Linked DNA regions of Sus scrofa: all the other regions are linked to region 2. A link is a contact called in public Hi-C and HiChIP or PLAC-seq data. All regions are on one chromosome and are shown on one strand. The core of a region is the stretch at or near the end of the contact, and the rest is flanking DNA. Distances in the headings are between cores, read along the strand shown.

The links. A called contact is a pair of places that touch in the nucleus more often than the background predicts. HiChIP or PLAC-seq counts read pairs in DNA pulled down with a chosen protein or histone mark.
Region 1: a contact with region 2 is called in an H3K27ac HiChIP or PLAC-seq map of alveolar macrophages. The contact joins the promoter of PER1 here to the promoter of RPL26 in region 2. A contact is called at or near these places in 1 of 47 Hi-C or Micro-C datasets (epiblast stem cells) and 1 of 2 datasets of contacts at active chromatin or transcription factors (alveolar macrophages).
Region 3: a contact with region 2 is called in a Hi-C map of embryonic fibroblasts, with 1.9 times the contacts expected there. The contact joins the promoter of MYH10 here to the promoter of RPL26 in region 2. A contact is called at or near these places in 2 of 47 Hi-C or Micro-C datasets (embryonic fibroblasts and liver).

Annotation. Positions count from the first base shown.
Region 1 is chr12:53,374,600-53,378,199 of Sscrofa11.1, reverse strand. PER1 (period circadian protein homolog 1) reads left to right here and starts at 1,477. Exons shown (of 24, transcript XM_005657042.3): 1 at 1,477-1,627; 2 at 1,857-1,993.
Region 2 is chr12:53,551,744-53,554,989 of Sscrofa11.1, reverse strand. It overlaps RPL26 (ribosomal protein L26), which reads left to right and starts at 1,537. Exons shown (of 4, transcript NM_001243458.1): 1 at 1,537-1,571; 2 at 2,281-2,453. The coding sequence starts at 2,286. It also overlaps a transcript of NDEL1 not described here.
Region 3 is chr12:53,779,987-53,783,298 of Sscrofa11.1, reverse strand. It overlaps MYH10 (myosin-10), which reads left to right and starts at 1,747. Exons shown (of 44, transcript XM_021067863.1): 1 at 1,747-2,143. The coding sequence starts at 2,085.

The DNA of each region.
Region 1 (3,600 bases), core at 228-2,727, 180 kb after region 2:
AACCCTGCGGTCTGGGCTTCTCAGCTTTCCCCCCATTCCTTTTCTGAGGGCATTTTGCTGTTTCTTGGATCCCTTTCTACTCCTTGACTTAACTCTCAGGTGTTACGCAGTTGCTCCTGTGGTCATTTACTCCTAGACCTGAAATAGGTGGACAACTGGGAAACATCTCTTCCCCTTTGTGCCTAGAACAGTGCTAACATCCAGAAGGGTTAATAAATACTAATTGAACAAAACGGCTCAGGGAGACAGAGGTGAGTGTGGTGTGGAGTCGGCTGCAGGGCTTGCCACCCCTGCCCTGTGTGCAGTCAGACTGGTGACTCTGGACCCCCACACTGAACTCTTAATCTCCAGCAACAAATGCAGCCGATGTGGTACCCTTGCATCTCTGACCCCGGGCACTTCAACAGTAGGTGGGAGTGCTAGGTGAGCTCCGGAGGGCCCATTTTTCTGGGCGGCAACATGAGGGTTCCGCATAGGAAATCTCGATAATGTTTCCTAAACTTGTCGGCTCATGAGAACTACCAGGAATGCTTTTTAAAATAGATTTTCAGGCCCCTTCCCCGGAGATTGAGTCAGCAGTTGTAAGGGACCAAGTGATTCTTATAATTAGGTATACAGTCATTATCATAATGTTCACCATTTGTTGAGGGCTTACTATTTTCAGGACAGGTACTAAGAGCCTTTTTACCCTTCATCTACTGAGTTCTTTACAGGCTTAGGATTCCCGCAGGCTCTTGGACCCGCCTTCTTTATGTGGGAGATCTGGGTTCAAATCATGATCCCATTAGAGACTAGCTTGTTCTTCCGGACAGATTATGTAACCTCTCTGAATCTCAGTATCATTAGTGAGGCGGTGGGAAGTGAGCCGCCGCCTCTTCCGGCTTTATAAGAAGCGCGTGGCCTGGCCACAGAAAATAATCTGGGAGGTGGCTATCATCTTTTTGTCATCATCGTCACGCGGTACGGAGACCTGAAGACCGCTTCACCTAATGCTCACACCTTCCAGCTACTGGGAGTTTCAGGTCCAGAGTCCCAGCGCGGGGGCGCTCTTGTCACGCACGGGACGGCTCTCAAAGCGCCCCCCACAAAGTTACGGGCGCTCACATCTGCGCCTGCGCAGACTCGGCAGTCTAGGGTAAGAGTGTCGTCAAGGAAAATCCCCAGCTTCTAGGTAAACAACTTGCCGCGTGAGACCGCCTGCACGTGTCCTCTACAGCTCCGGAATGTCTCAGCCTATGAGAAAATTGGGAGGGCTGGACTGACGTTTGCGTCACCAATCTAGGCAGGCCGGGGGTGGAGTCACAGCCAATAAGAATTTCGGATGTGAGTGGGGGCGTGTCTTTCCTCAGACCTCCAATCAACGCGCTAGGGCGGCCCCTCCCGCACGTGGATCTGTCGCTTGGTAGGCAAACTGACCAATGAGAAGGTGACGGCGGCGGGCGGTGCCAATGGTAGCTGGGCGGAGGCGGGGGGGGCCCCGCACGCGGCGCGGGGCATGGGTCGGCGCCCTTAGGCCAATAAGCTTGAGGGGCGTGGCGTCCTGGTCGGCGGGCGAGGCTGAAGGAGCGAGTCCAAGTCTCCGAGATCCTAGTTGGGAAGAAACTGTACCGCGCGTGAGAGCCGAGCGGTGAGTGCTCCGGCGTGGTGGGGTGGGGAGCGGGGAGCGGCGGCGATTGGTATAGGTTTTTCCCGCGTGGCGTAAGGAGGAATGTTAATGCAGTACCGTGAAGGAGAATGTGTGGATATGTGATCGCCGCGGTGGGAGCTCTAGTGGTTGCAGGGAATAGGGGCCGCGAACTCAGTTCTAGAGAGAAGGGAGCAGGAATCACTGATTTAAGATCCCTCGCTATTCCAAGGTGCCTGGATCCCTGACTGCCGCGGGGAGGGGTTCGGAAGCGTTCGGCAGCCTGAGGGAGCTGAGACCTCTGCTCCCAGGAGGTACCGGACCCTTTAGAACCAGTGGGGGACGTTCCAGTGCGTGACTGTTGCTCGGGTAGGTGCCTTAAGCACTTGAAAGAGGCCAGGGCGGTGGAGGGAGAAGTTCTCGTCGTTGTTGCTTCTTCGGTTAAGGACGCCGTTTCTGTGAGGATGCAGGTTCTATCCCTTGGCCTCACTCAGTGGGTTAAGGATCATCAGCTGCAGCGTAGGTCGCAGATGCAGCTCGGATTCCTTGTTGCCCGTGGCTGTGCCGGTTGCTCCAGCTGCAGCTCCGATTGAACCTCTGGCCGGGGAACTCATGCCTCATTTGCGGCCAGCAGTAAAAAGGAAAAAAAAAAAAAAAGCAGGAGTTGTGAAGCTAGAGAGAGGCCCTGGTAGGGCAGGTGGGTGGGTACCAAGGGATTGACAAGGTGACTTGAAAAAGGGTGGTGTGATGATTTATGTGACCCTGAGCCAGTCACATCTTGGCTGTGGCTCTGGATGTCTCTCTCATGTGTAAAAAGAAGGGGTTGGGCCTCGGAGCCATCCTTGGGAGTGAGCGTGGGGTAGGAACTATTGGATCTCAAGAGGGAGGATGGATTTGTGCAGATTGGATGCACGTGTGTCTTCCTGAGTCCTTGGAGGGGAGGAGGCAGGAACTGGGTGCTCTGGTATCTGTCTGTACAAGTAACCAGGCCTGTGGTAAAGTGACCTGTGATGAGGTGGAGGAGTCAGGAAGTGGGGTTCCTAGCAGATCACTGGGGCTAGTGGCTGCCAGGGTGATCTCAAGGACTTTGTGAGAATATGAAAACTGGGACAATGCGATTTGAAGTGTGTAGAGAGTGCAGACTGACTGTTGGGGCGGGGGGGATGGCATCTGTGTTTCAGGCACCAAACTCAGAATGGGCTGGGTATTTGAGAGGCCCAGGTCCCCCAGAGGTGGTAACACCTCACAGGTTCTTGAAGGGTAAGAAGCCAGAACGACAAGCCATTAACAGAGTTCAGATTCGAATCCTGGGCCCCATTTGTTAAGAGTCAGAGAACATATTATGAAGCAACTTAGGCAAGTTTAGTAACTTCTGAGCCTTAGTCGGTCTTTGTGCAATGGGGATAATGATATCTATCTCACAGGCTTGTTCTGAAGATTAAATAAGTTAATGTATGTAAAGTACTCAGCAAAATGCCTGGGTCATATTTAAAAAAAATTTTTTTTAGCTAAAAAATATGGCTGTATGGTGACAGTAACAGGAATGGGTGAAAGATTTCTGTGAATGCTGTGGTTAGGGACTGACAATGCTCACATTCTTAAGCTTTTTTGCAACTTTTAGTGACTCCCTCCCTGTTCTCCTCTTCCTGGTTCTTCTGGGCTGGAGCACCAGCCCCAGTCCCTCATTCCTCTCTTTTATCCCTCCCCCAAGATCCAGGCCCCAGGCTGGGCCACTTGCTCTGTCCCAGTTCGATTTCCTCATCCTTGACCCATTCTCCTCCCTGTCCCTCCTCCCTCTCTCTGCTGCCATGGTAACAAGACATTCAGGCTTTGAAGGGGGCCTCAGGGAAGGAGCAAAGGTGCGTGTTCTCTTGCAGAACCTGGGCCTCCAACTTCCCCGCCCTGGCTCTTTGGGACCGGGCCAGCAGATGTGTACAGTCTGGGAGGGGGGAAAGCCAATGCCAGGAGCTGTAGGA
Region 2 (3,246 bases), core at 288-2,787:
CCCAGCTACAGCTGCCGGCCTGCTCTGCAGCCACAGCAACGCAGGATGTGAAGTGCATCTGCGACCTACACCCTACACCCTACACCAGAGCTCACGGCAACGCTGGATGCCTGTCCCACTGAACAAGGCCAGGGATCAAACCTGCATCCTCATGAATACTAGTCAGATTTATTTCCGCTGCACCACAACTGGCAACCCCTGGATTCCTGAATTACAAATAAAACCCCGGGGAACTTCTTCACAGCATGTGTAAGAACACAACTCTTTTTAAATCATGAAAACATTTGTTCTTGACTGAATCCACTCTTTGACTTGACCCAATGGGGTATTACAAATGGGACTGTACATAGAATTACGAGAAGGGGCTGGGAAGCCAGCCTGCATGGCTTGGTTAGAGGCAAGATTTATATATAACCTTGTTGTTCATGACAGGATTTATATGGGTTCCTATAACCTCGCACAAGCTCCTCTCACTTCTCTGTGGTCCAGTGTCCCATCTGTAAAATGGGACAATACCAGGACCCGAGGCTGTCTGGTGGAATAAAGGAGCGAAAATTGCAGGGAGTGGAAGAGTGTCCCCAACACTCGGAAAGCTCACTGCTCGTTGTACCACGCAACGCGTGTCTTCCCCCAGCATGACAGCCGCCTTACTCACTCAGCAGAAACCGATCCCTCAGCAGGGGCGCGGCCGGCGCTCACCCCGCAGTGCAGTCCTTTTGCAAGGGGAGCGCGCCCCCTTGCCTTGCTTCCATCAGATCCTGAACCGAATGAGAGCAGGCAGTGCAATTCGGAAAAGGGCACAGCTCTCGGCGGGAAAGGCTTCCCCACGCCGCGCTCCTTCAAAGCGCGATCTTGGACCAGCACCCTCGGTGTCCCCTGGGAGCTCGTTAAAAACGCGGACCTACTTGGGCGGGGTGGGAGGAGGACCCGGGCCCCAGTCCTTGGAAGGCCTCTTGCCGGCGGGAGCCGAACCTCGGGCGGACCCCACGGAGCAGTCGGCACACGCCGCGGCCTGGGGGCGGCAGCGGCCGTGGGGCTGGAGCTGGCTACCGGACAGACACACCAAACAGACCCACGCCCGTGGCTTGGGCGGGATTGTCCAGGTAATCGAGGTGCCCGGCCTGCCGGAATCCCAGCGCCACCTTGCTTTCAAATATAGGACCTGCTCTTTCCCGGCTAATGGGATACCAGTCGCCGGGCGCTAGGGAGTGAAGGGGCAGGGGTCCCTGGAGCCGCTCGTTCCCTCAACACCCGCAGCAAGAGTCAGAGCCTGAGCAGCCCCCGCCACTCGCCCAGGTACCACTGTTCCCAGAGAACTCACCTGTGGAACCCACAGCTCCCAAGGGAGGAACCAGGACCTGGAGAAGTGTTTTGCAGTCCCTCACAGTTCCCCTCCGAGACACAAGAGGTCGGTAGTCATCAGTTTCGTTCCCAGTTTCCTCTCCGCCGTCAACGCCGTGCCTCTCTCGCTCCAAGAAACATCTGTCTCGCGAGATCTCTCGGAAACTTACACAACCGGAAGACGACTGTGGTTCTCTTCCCTTTTGCGGCCATCGCTGAAGCGCCAGCGGGTGAGAATTTCCCCGGACAGTGCATATAATCTGCAGCCATCCGTTCACGAGCACGGTGGCTCTCGATCCCGGGGACCTAGATCATGTTCTGGAGGTCGAGTAGCAGCCAGAGAGGGGGGCCAGGATGGTCTCGGCCTGTTTTTCCCCTATCCAAAGGGCCTCCGGGCTGGGGGAGGAGGAGAGAGACTTTGGGACTTGGAAACCAGCGCTAAAGGGGAGGGAGCCTGTTGCGATGGAATCTAGCCTGTGCAGTGTGGTTTCCGAAGTAATGATCTCCATATAGTTTCTTGGTAAATGTGCAGAACTTTCAGATCGCGTTCGCCCGTCAGACGCCTTTTTGGACTCGAGTTCTGTGCGTTTTCCAGGTTCGGGATGAGGAGCCTGGTTTCATTCATTGTGGAGGGGTTCAAATGTGCTCACACTCCGTAGGCTAACGTTGATTGGTCTTTCTAAAACGTGATTCTATTTAAATTGAGTTGTCAATCTGCTTTGCCCTAATTCAGTAGATGTAAGTCCTATCTTAGCTTCCTTACACAAGAAGTTTAAAACAAGTGTTGATAGTGGAAAGTTCTGTTTTGGTGGAGTTAAAGGATTTATGACAATTTCTGTGAGCGTTGTAAACGTTCGAGATGAAACTGTTGCAGTTACTTGTTTATAAACTGAGTGAGGTTTTGGCCGTGTAAGGGTTTACATTTAATTTTTTATTTAGCCAAAATGAAGTTCAATCCTTTTGTGACCTCCGACCGAAGCAAGAACCGTAAAAGGCATTTCAATGCACCTTCCCACATTCGCAGGAAGATTATGTCTTCCCCTCTTTCCAAAGAGCTGAGACAGAAGTACAATGTTCGATCCATGCCCATCCGAAAGGACGATGAAGTTCAGGTATGTGCTGTGTTCTTATCATCATAGCGGATGTCCCACACATTTGGCATAGACGGTGGACTGCGTTCTGCAAGGGACACATCTGAGACACTGGCTCCCAGAACACGGAGTAGAAAGATGTTGAGCCAGGGACTAAAGTATAAAAAGTGTGCTGCTTTCTTCACCTTTACTTTGGTGAAAATCAGTTGCCCCAAGTATCAGATGCAGTCATAGTTAAACAAAAGAAAGATGGCTTGGAACCATAACATTAGATTGGGGAGTATTTTTTTCTGGGTATGTTTGGTTGTTGAGGAGGCATTTGAGGACTAGTAAACAATTGTGTGTCTGAGTCAAAATCCAGACAGCAGGGTTAACGAATCTGACTAGCATCCATGAGGATGGGGGCTTGATCCCTGGCCTCACTCAGTGGGTTGCCGGCGTTGCTGTAAGCTGTGGTGTAGGCCAGCAGCTGTAGCTCGGATTGGACCCCTAGCCTGGGAACTTCCATATGCCAAAGGTGCAGCCCTAAAAAGACCCAAAAAATCCAAACTATAGAAGTCCTAACTGAATCATGTTTCATATGATTGTTTGCAAACACTAGTAAATAATTTGTCAAATCTATTTAAGTGAAATTTTCTATAAATGTTTCCTACCTGATTAAAAGATTCAAGCAGTCTCTAAAGCAACTTCATGTTAGCAACATTATTAAAGTTCCCAAATAGTGGTAGGGGTTGAGAACAGCCATTTGTCCCTTCTGTGCTGGTGCTAAAACTGCCAGGAGATTTGGGAGGCAGTCTTCTCTGCTTTCAAGATA
Region 3 (3,312 bases), core at 498-2,997, 230 kb before region 2:
CCAGGTCTTTGTGATCCAAAATCCTATGTTTTTTGGATCAGAATGGCAGCAGGCTCTGGGATTGGAGCTACGTATGATGAGAGTGGAGTCAGAAGAGCCGGGATGGCTGGATGGTCAAAGTAGAGGAGGGTACAATGTGGGAGCAGGGGAGAGGCAGGAGTTCAAGAAGTCTCGGGGCTGGTTTCATTACAGACAAAGGGCAGTTGGGAAGAAAGAGGTTTGGGGTGGATGGGTGAAGTGGAAGTGGGAAGAACACAGGTGTGGGACGTTCTGCTTTTGCAGTTGCCCATTCATCCAGGTAGGACATTTAGCAGACGGGTGAAAACGTACGGCCCAAGGGCTGGACAGATGCCATGGCTAGACATGCATTTAAGGACAGTCTCTTTATTATTGATTTCTCGTCGGGGCTGACATCTTTGTGACGTTGGATTCTGGTGAGCTTCCTGCCTTCTTCTTCTGATGGTCCACTGAGTTTGTTATAAAATTATGGGAAACCACGGACTTGGTGGCTGTTTGTGTTTGAAAGCTCTCTGCATGCAACACTGCATTCAGAAATGACTTCGGTGGCTGGCAAAGCTGAGACTCAGGCGTTTGAGGTGGAGTGTTTGGTCTTCTCTAAAAAGCATTTCGTTTTTGTTTTGTTTTGTTTTTGAATTCAGAAGAGGAATACCATTACATGCTATGTACAGTTAACTTGTGCTCATGTCCAGGCTGTGTTAAGAAGGACAGACTTCTTTGTGGAGCCAAGTCACAAGACACCTGGACAAGGGGCAGCTCACTGCAGCACTCAGGTGGGGGTGGGAGACCAGATGCACGAGGACAAAGGACAATACAGGGCCTGAGGTGGACTTCCCCAGGAAAGACTCTGCACTCAGCTGCCTTGGAACTTCTCTGAATTCCACCAACCCCTCCTTATCATTTCCTGCCTTGTTTTGTTTTTCGCTTTATTCATTTTTCAACTGACTGGATATTTCCTAGGCTTGCCACTTACATCACATCATAAGTATTAAAAGGCACCCATATCTAACAAGAAATAACTGCATCTTGCTGTGAATATTTTCTGAAAAGATTTTAATTTTCAGTTTTTGTAATAAATCACTTTATTCTGGTGACTTAAACTTTATTTATATACAATTATTTAACAGTTGTGTTGCAGTTGACTCGATAGTGCGGCCATTTCATTAACTCTTTATTAACTTTGATTTTTCTGGTTTCCTTTCCTTATTTTGTGTCCTTTGGCGTCCTTTCTTTTTTCCTTTAGGAAAATTAATAGGCCCTGGGGCATAAGACAGCCCTGCAGAACCTCGCCATAGCCCTTCAAGTAGGGCACTCGAATTAATGAACGAACGAACGAACGAACGAATGAGGCGAAGTCCTTCTCCCAAGTCCTCTCTCTCCAAGGCGGGTTCGCTTCTCAATGTTCTGGAATCTCAGCCCAGCCAGGAGGCCGGGTAGGGAGGCCCCTGCGCTCTCAAACTCCAAAACCGCAGCGGCGGAGGAAGCCGTCCGGCGCCCGCCGCTCAGCGGGCCGGGCAGGGTCAGCTCGGGTCCGGGGTCGCGACAGTGGCCGGAGCGCGGACTGCAGCCCGGGCCGCTGCAGGGCCGGTGCGCATGGGCAGAGCTGCACCCCGAGCCCGGCCTCCCCTCCCCCACTGCAGGTGAGCCGCAGAGCCGCGGCCCCCGCCCCCTGCAGCCCCGGGGGTGACGTCAGGCCTCTGGACCGCGCTCCGGCCCCGCCCCTGCAGGCAGCCTCCGGGGGCCCGCGACTCCGCGGTGGAAGCCGGTGCGGCTGCGGGGCACGGCGGCTGCGACAGGCAGAGGAGGCGGCGAGGCGCTCGAGAGGGCTGCCGCGGCGGCCTGACGCCAGGGCGAGGCGCGTCTAGGCGGAACACCGGCTCCTGCCGCCGCACACCTGCCCGGCAGTCCGCACAGCCGAGGCCGCTGCGGGGTCCGCACCCGCTGCCCGGAGGGATAGCTGGGCGCCCAGCCGGCCTCAGCTGTCCATCTCCGACCGAGCCAGCCAATCGCCCGCGATTGCCCCGGCCGCACCTCCCGGAATCTCTGACGGGCGTGCGTCGCAGCCTATGAGATGGGGGCCCCGGCGGCCCGGGCCGGGAGCGGGAGCCAATGAGCAACATTTCAGGTGGGTGGAGGGAGTGGAGCTCGGGGGAAGGTAGCTTCGTTCGGGTTGCTAACGTCTTCCCTTGGAGATGGGCGCTCAAACCGACCAGTGGGTCTGGGGGCGGTGGTGACGGGCGTGGAGCTGGCCCAATGAGGGTGGGAGTGGGTGGGGCAGCCCGGAGCAGCAGTGCTAAAGGAGCCCGGCGGAGGCAGCGGTGGGTTTGGGACTGAGGCGCCGGATCCGTGGTCGCGGCTGGGGACGTGCGCCGGAGCCACCATCTTCGGCTGAAGGTGAGAGGTGCGGCTGCCCGGGTCCGAGTGCGGCAGCCGGGGACCTGCGGACGGCTTGTAGGAGAGGGAAGGATCCCGGGCTGAGGGCCCGGGCCACTGTGGAGGGCAGGGACGGAGCGGCAGCCGGAGCTGGGGAAGATGGAAGGGGCTCTGGGCGGAGGGCTTGTGCTGCGGGGGCGGTAGATTCGTGCGAGGAAGGACCTTGGGGGTGACTGACGGGACCCCAGTGGGTGGAGAGACCCCTGGAGGGTCGGCGAATGAGGTCCTGGAGAGTGAGACCCATGCAGGGATCAAGGCCTGGGTGTGCGGGAAGATGACCCCTGGGGATGGAGCTCTAGAGGTGGGCATGTGCGGACCTGGTACTCGGCGTGCGGGATCCGTGGGACGTGGGGTTGGGGAGACTCGTTGCCCTCGTGGGGGTCCCGGAGGGTCCAGCGAGTCTGTGCCTGCCTCCCAGGAGGGGAGGGATCCTGGGGCGGGCTGGAAAGCGCCATCCCGGGTGGGGGTGGGGGTGGGGGCGCCGGACGGGAAGGACCCCTGGTGGGTTGCTGGGTGGGTGAGGCCGGGTCCGGCACCCCGAGTGCGGAGAGGGGCTCGCCGAGGGCTCGGAAGGCGGGCAGCGCCGGGACCTGGTGGTGGAGGGACCGGAGGGCAGGGTTGCGCACTGCCGGGGAAGCGCGCGGAGGGTGAGGGTCTGAGCTGCCTGCCGCCGGCGTGGGAAGGGTCGGGCTCCGCTGGTCCCGGGGGAGTAGGGAGGGAGGGTGGGGGCGTCTTACCAGGCGCTCCGGGGCCGGCGGGGGCCGGGAGTGGACGCCCGGCCAGGCCCGGGCGGTTTGGGGGGGCGAGGCGGGAAATGTGGCGGGGGCGCGCTGCAGCAGGGCGGCGGGGGGGAGGGTCAGC